Linked DNA regions of Oryctolagus cuniculus: region 1 is linked to region 2. Evidence: chromatin contacts called from public Hi-C data. All regions are on one chromosome and are shown on one strand. Each heading gives the region's core, a stretch centred on a gene start, on an enhancer-like site or on the middle of the called end of the contact. The rest is flanking DNA. Distances are from core to core; before and after follow the strand shown. Region 1 holds the start of BMP4 (bone morphogenetic protein 4). Region 2 has its middle 44 kb from the start of CDKN3.

Region 1 (3,410 bases), core at 872-3,371, 360 kb before region 2:
TCCTGGTAATTCTTCAGTACCACCTTGTCATACTCATCCAGGTACAGCATGGAGATGGCGCTCAGTTCAGTGGGCACACAACAGGCTTTGGGGATGCTGGAGTTGACAGAGTTGACCAGGGTCTGCACGATGGCGTGGTTGGTGGAGTTGAGGTGGTCCGCCAGTGGAAAGGGGCAGTCCCCGTGGCAGTAGAAGGCCTGGTAGCCTGGGGGGGCCACAATCCAGTCATTCCAGCCCACGTCGCTGAAGTCCACGTAGAGCGCGTGGCGCCGGCAGTTCTTATTCTTCTTCCGGGCCCGCTGTGGGTGATGCTTAGGGCTCCGCTTGGCCCTCCGGCGTCGGGTCAAGGCATGGCCCCGGCCGTCGTGGCCAAAGGTGACCAGGAGGGGCCGGAGCTGGGCCCAATCCCCACTCCCTTGAGGTAACGATCGGCTAACCCTGACATGCTGGCCCTGATGGGTCCGTGTATGGTGGAGGTGAGTCACCTCCACGGCCAGCCCATGGTTGGGCTGCTTCTCCCGGGTCCATCGCAGGACCGCGGGGCTCACGTCAAAAGTTTCCCACCGTGTCACATTGTGGTGGACCAGTCTCGTGTCCAGTAGTCGTGTGATGAGGTGCCCGGGCACTGCTTCCGCCGGGGGCTTCATAACCTCATAAATGTTTATCCGGTGGAAGCCCCGCTCCCAGTCGGGGCCCTGGTCCACCTGCTCCCGGAAGAGCCGGAGCTCTGCGGAGGAGATGGCCTCGTTCTCTGGGATGCTGCTGAGGTTAAAGAGGAAACGAAAAGCAGAGTTTTCGCTGGTCCCTGGGATGTTCTCCAGATGTTCTGGGCACGGTGAGAAGGAAGGGAAAATGAAAGAGCACGTGAACTTTTTTGAGAGATGGGGATGGCGGAAGTAGCTGAGCGGGGTGATGAGTGGTGAACTCTGCTTATAAGCTGGAAGACTACGGTGGGGGCAGGGGAGGGGTGTCTGCCTGTGGGTCTGAAGGAGCAGCTAGGTAGGGCACCCAGGGAACCAACAACACTTAGCTGGCGCCTGTCTAGCACCCAAGACAGAGCATCTCCCAGCCTCCCCCATGTGCCTGACAGCTTCCACGCAGCCACTCCCTTTCTCCATCACGCTCAGACTCCCATTTAAAGCCCCCTCTTGGCTTGGCCCACAGAGCCCAGGCTGGAGGAAACATGCATGCAACCACTCTCTCCCTCTTCCTCTTTCGAGTATGTTACTAAACATTTCCCCAGCGATCTTGGAAACACAGAGCATGCCTTGTTGATCATGTTACAGGGGGGAAAATAAATTCCAACACAGTAATGATGCTGGTGGATTCATAACTCAGATTTACTTTGGAAAAGAAACATCCGCTAGGAAACATTCAGATCAGATTACAAGGCCCCTATTGAATAAACCTGACCAACGCACACAGCTGTAATATTAAATTCGGTAGGTGCTTTGGAAAAAGGGGGGGCGGGGGGCAGAAACAGCTTTGATATGGCAGAAACACACCAGCGGGACTAGCAGCCTCAGTCCCCATCTCCCAACTACCCCCACCTCCACCCCCCTAACCGCCCCCCCCCCAAATAAGTTCAGAGGCAGCTCTGGAAATTCTTGGAGGTGAGCAGCCCCGTTCCCCAGCCTCTCCGATTGGGGCTTTGATGTAACCTGAACTCTTCCCCCAGGGTGCTCAGGGCCCCCGCAGCCAGGCCTGCTGGCCCTCCCCCCTCGCCCAGACGCCAGCCAGGGACTCACCTTCGTGGTGGAAGCTCCTCACGGTGTTGGCCCGGCTGGCCGGACGCTCCGGATACTCGAGACCGCCGCTGGGCATCTGCTCTTCCTCCTCCTCCTCCCCTGACTGGAGCCGGTAAAGATCCCGCATGTAATCCGGGATGACGGCGCTCTTGCTAGGCTGCGGGCGGCGGCGCAGCCCGAACATCTGCAGCAGCGTCGCCTCGAAGTCCCGCAGGAGCTCATGGCTCTGCCCTGAGCGGCGTCCTCCCGCGTGGCCCTGAATCTCGGCGACTTTTTTCTTCCCCGTCTCAGGTATCAAACTAGCATGGCTCGCGCCTCCTAACAGGACTTGGCATAATAAAACGACCATCAGCATTCGGTTACCAGGAATCATGGTGTCTCTGGGGAGGGGTGGGGGGGTGGAATAAATAAACACCAGTAAATAGAGAGAAACAGAGAGGTGTCCGCATATGCATATAGGGCTAGCAGCACAGGGTCGGGATGCCAAGCAGGTCGGAAAGACCCAAGTCTGTGCCTTCTCCCTCGCACCCCCTCCCCCCCCCAAGCAGCTGCAGCCGTGCACGGCCTGAAAGTAAAAATTGCCCTGTAATTACTTGGTCTAACTTGTTTACAGTCAAATAACCCCAAATCAGATAGCCTCCATCCTGTTAATCTTTTTTTGTCCCAACTGCCATCTGAGCCATGATCTCAGCGTGGCTTCTTCAGGAATAAACAGTTAACATGGAGGGGGGGGTGAGGAGGGGGGGGAGGGAGAACGCAAATGCCCTCGCTCTCCACGGCCGACTTTCAGCCTCTCCCCCCTCTCCCTCCACCCCCACCTTCCTCCGCCCTCCGAGCCCAACTTCCACAACCTCCAGCTGGTCGGGACCGTCAGGGAGGGAAGGCGGAGAGGCAGGGACTGGACGGAGGCGCGGGGCGGGCGGCGGGGTCCGGGGGGGCTGCCCCGGCGGCCGGTTTTGCGCCGTGGCCGACGAGGGTGAAATACTCGGCAGGAGGTGTGATCGTGTCGGCACGCTCCCTCCCGGGGAAGGGGGTGGCAGCCGGCTCCGGGGAGAACTCCGCGAGCTTTGACAAGAGGCTGGGACCGCTCCACGGGCGCTCGGAACGCTCCCCTAGGCCAGCGGGGCAGGGACGCGGAGTGGCGGGCGCGCAGGACCACCCCGGGGCAGCGGACCTGTCGTCTCTGAGCCCCCACCCCAACCCCAGCCCCGCGCGCTCCCTTGCCCTGCACCGCGCCCGATCGGAGCCGGCAGCACTTGTTAAAAAGAACCGGCTGGGTCTGCGCGCGCCGGCTGCGGGGCCGCGAGCGGAGCGTGGAGGGCAGTGAATTCCCGGGAGGGGGTAAGCAAGAGGTGTCTACTCACTGACAGAAAACAAGGCATATAATAACAGTCCATGATTCTTGGCAGCCAATCTTGAACAGACTTGCTGGAAAGGCTCAGAGAAGCTGCGGCCGCGCGTCGCTCGGGATGGCACTACGGAATGGCTCCTAAAATGAATATTTGAATATAATGAGACTCGGGCGCAGACAGGCTCTGTTTTTCTTCCAGCCCCTCGGAGTCACGTGAACGCCGAGGCCCCGCCCGCCCCGCCTCCACCCGCCGCCCCCGCTCGGTCCCCGCCCCTCCAGGCGAGGCCAACCTCCGCGCCCGCCGCCCGAGC
Region 2 (2,947 bases), core at 124-2,623:
GGCTCAGTGCTCCGCTTTCTGGGAAGTTTCTAGTTGTTCCAGGGGGTGAAGCTTCCCGTTTATGCAGGTGAGTGTCCCGAAGCTCAAGTGAGAGCAGCTGGGTCATAATACTCCTGCCTCCCTGGAGAAAGCGGCTTGCAAAGAAAACCTTATTGTTTGCCTGCATATTTGCTCAGAGTGAAATTGGCAAGAAAATAGAAGTCCCCGCTGTCTTCCTCGTGCCATTTTCATATTCTTGCCTCTACTACGACCCATCAAAGAAGTCATTCGGCTAGCTTTGTCTACTCTACTCTTCACTAACAACTAGTTAAAAGGACTTCACCCTTAACCTCAGTACCTGTAACCAAATGTAAGATAGCAATCAACCTTCCTACCGCCGTGTTTTCCTACTTAATTCTTTCCCTGTGGGCTGACTCTTGGACATGGAATTCAAACACACGAACACATTTCTACACACCTCCCCAAGCCAGCTTTGCTTTATCACCTTCCGCCAAGGCGTGGAACACTGTATCCCATAAACAGGACTGGTAAGGGCAGATCCGAGCCAACCTTTTCTTTGGCTGCCTTTCAAAACGTTGTTTAAAACAAGATATGCTCTTGAACTGGAAAAAGGCATAACACATGATAACCTTCGAAAGCAGCTACTTGCTCTGCCCAACCAACCTCATTGCACAACACCCTGACTTCACATGAAGCGCTGTCTTCAGCTACAGGCCAGAGGAAGGTACGAAGTGACCCAATGGAGGTGAGATGAATTTCAGTGTGACTTGGCCATAGTGAAATGCTGCACCAAATTTGACCACAAAGAAATATCTAACAAGTGTAGGATAATGCAAAATTCTTAACTCTATCACATAATCTAATCCTATCACATAGGATTCTAATTATCATCCCTTAACCTCCCCAGCTGGCTGTCCAACAGTCATGCCTACTCTAGGAATCACTTCCTTGGTGTTAGCCAGGGACCTGTCCCGAGTCACCAACGCTCTCTCAATGCTATTTGGAAGAAGGTAGCCTGTGCAATGGAGTGATCTCCTCAAGGCAGAGCTAACTCAAATGGTTAACCACTGACATCCCACACCAGATCTGTGAAGCTAAACCAACCAAGTAAGATCCCACACTTACACACAACAAGCAAAGGAAATACCCTTTTTCTGTCACCGTCTGTTAAAACAGACACATAAGCAAGCCCAGATTCAGGTCAATGGGCAAAGATACAGCCCAGCCTCAGTGGAGTGGGACCAAGGACACAGCGTGCCCGCGGGGCCAAACAGCACTCGCTTCCTTTGTTTGCCGCTTGCGCCCTCTGTGAGAAGAAAGCATGCAGAGAATTTTTGTGAGCTGAAGTGTTTTAAGCCAGCTGGGCCAGACCCAGTTTCTGCAGAAGTCACCTCCTGAGAGTGTGGTGTCAGCGTTGCCATGGAATCGGGGCGGGATGGATTCTCCTAACTCCTCCCGCAGTACTCCTGCCTCTGCCAGATGTGACGCTAGCGGCCAGCACGTCTCGTCCTCCCGGGAATGAGCCCCAGCACCGTCAGCAAGGCAGTTCTATTTCAACCGTGCACAGATAGCATCACCAGAAGGGGTTCCCTCATGTGCCCACGAAGCCCACAGAGAAACCTCGGCCTGGGGGAACCTCCCTGAGGGAAAGGGACCCTTCCAAGTATGGCTGCTCCGTGCCCTGTTCCCAGGCCCCTGCAGTAGCTCTGCAGGTCCAGCTCTCACCACTGGCTCACCCTGTATCTGCAACAGAATGCCTGACCTGGTGCTGGGTTTCCCCATCTGTAACATCACAGTAATTATTTCAGTAATTAAGCACCTGCCCCGCCCCCCACTGCCTTTTACTTTCATGGTCTTAATCCAATAAATTCAAAATACACAATGGATGTGGCGTTGGTAAATTCTCCCAACGTCTAAGGGAGACACAGTATTTGTGTCCCTTATAACTGGCTGCTCACACAGAAGGGAAGGGATTTCCTCATGACAGGCAGTGAACCCCTGGGCAAAGACTCCCGCTGCCCTCACATCCTCCTCCGTCTGACTTCTACAGTGCTGAGTGCCCAGTGACTGGGACAGGTGGGCACGTCTCCCAGTGCTATTCCTCTCATTATTCATCCTTTCGGGCCTTATCCAATCTAAGGTTTTATCACAAGGAAAGAAATCCCCAAAACACGATTTGTGTACAGACTCAAACCTGAACTTGCAAACTGAAAATCTGTCAAAATGAGGCAAACATTAAACTCAGAATTTCTTTGTTTGTTTGTTTATTTAGTTTGGAAAAAGACCCCCAAATTTGTTCTCCCTTGCACCTTAGGAAATTCAGTACCCAATGCTTCCCTATAAATAGTTGTCAATAAACACAACTACTGCAAATGTATTCAGTAAATGTTGAGGTCAAAGGCCTTTGCTGTTTATTGCCTTGTAAACTCAAAGACAAGTGAATTTATGGCTTGAATGAGTTTCAGGGTATTGGCCTTCATAAAAGTTCGGAATCCCAGGTACAAAATGCTCCATCAGCTCACACCAAAGCCATGCTGGACAGCACTGAGAGAGCCCGCCACTGGATTCATAATTCAAACACGTCACCGAGAGGGTATTGTTCACCGTGTTGCACACATCCCCAGGGGTTACGGCTGAACCGCGCCTGTCATTATTACAAGAACTTGCTTCAGCTGAACTATAAATTGCTGCTGCTTCTTAAACAGTATCGCCTATTAGCCCAGCAATGCACACTCTCCAAAATATCAGAGGAAATGGGTCAAGAAGGGAAAATTCATCATTTTTCTCTAGCCTTTGCCTAAGGAGAACACCTATAATCTCTTCCATAGACAGCGACTGTCCAACCTGAATGGAAAGAACAACTTTCAGATGTGATCACACGGGACTATAAGGACCACTTCACGTAACTACCCTCTCGTAGTATTGAAAACCCAACCTTTCTAATCTT

The links. Hi-C and Micro-C count contacts between places; a contact is called where the count stands out from the background.
Region 1: a Hi-C map of an unstated tissue shows a contact between it and region 2, with 3 times the contacts expected there. The contact joins the promoter of BMP4 here to the enhancer-like site in region 2. A contact is called at or near these places in 2 of 6 Hi-C or Micro-C datasets (skin fibroblasts and an unstated tissue).

What each region holds. Positions count from the first base shown.
Region 1 is chr12:22,466,520-22,469,929 of mOryCun1.1, reverse strand. BMP4 (bone morphogenetic protein 4) reads right to left here and starts at 2,121. Exons shown (of 2, transcript NM_001195723.1): 1 at 1,749-2,121; 2 at 1-826. The coding sequence starts at 2,121.
Region 2 is chr12:22,104,682-22,107,628 of mOryCun1.1, reverse strand. No RefSeq gene overlaps it. Among named protein-coding and RNA genes, the nearest start is that of CDKN3, 44 kb to the right of the region's middle. Within about 2 kb of position 1,373, at least 1 of the 8 cell types and tissues checked has an H3K27ac peak or open chromatin away from gene starts, as enhancers often do.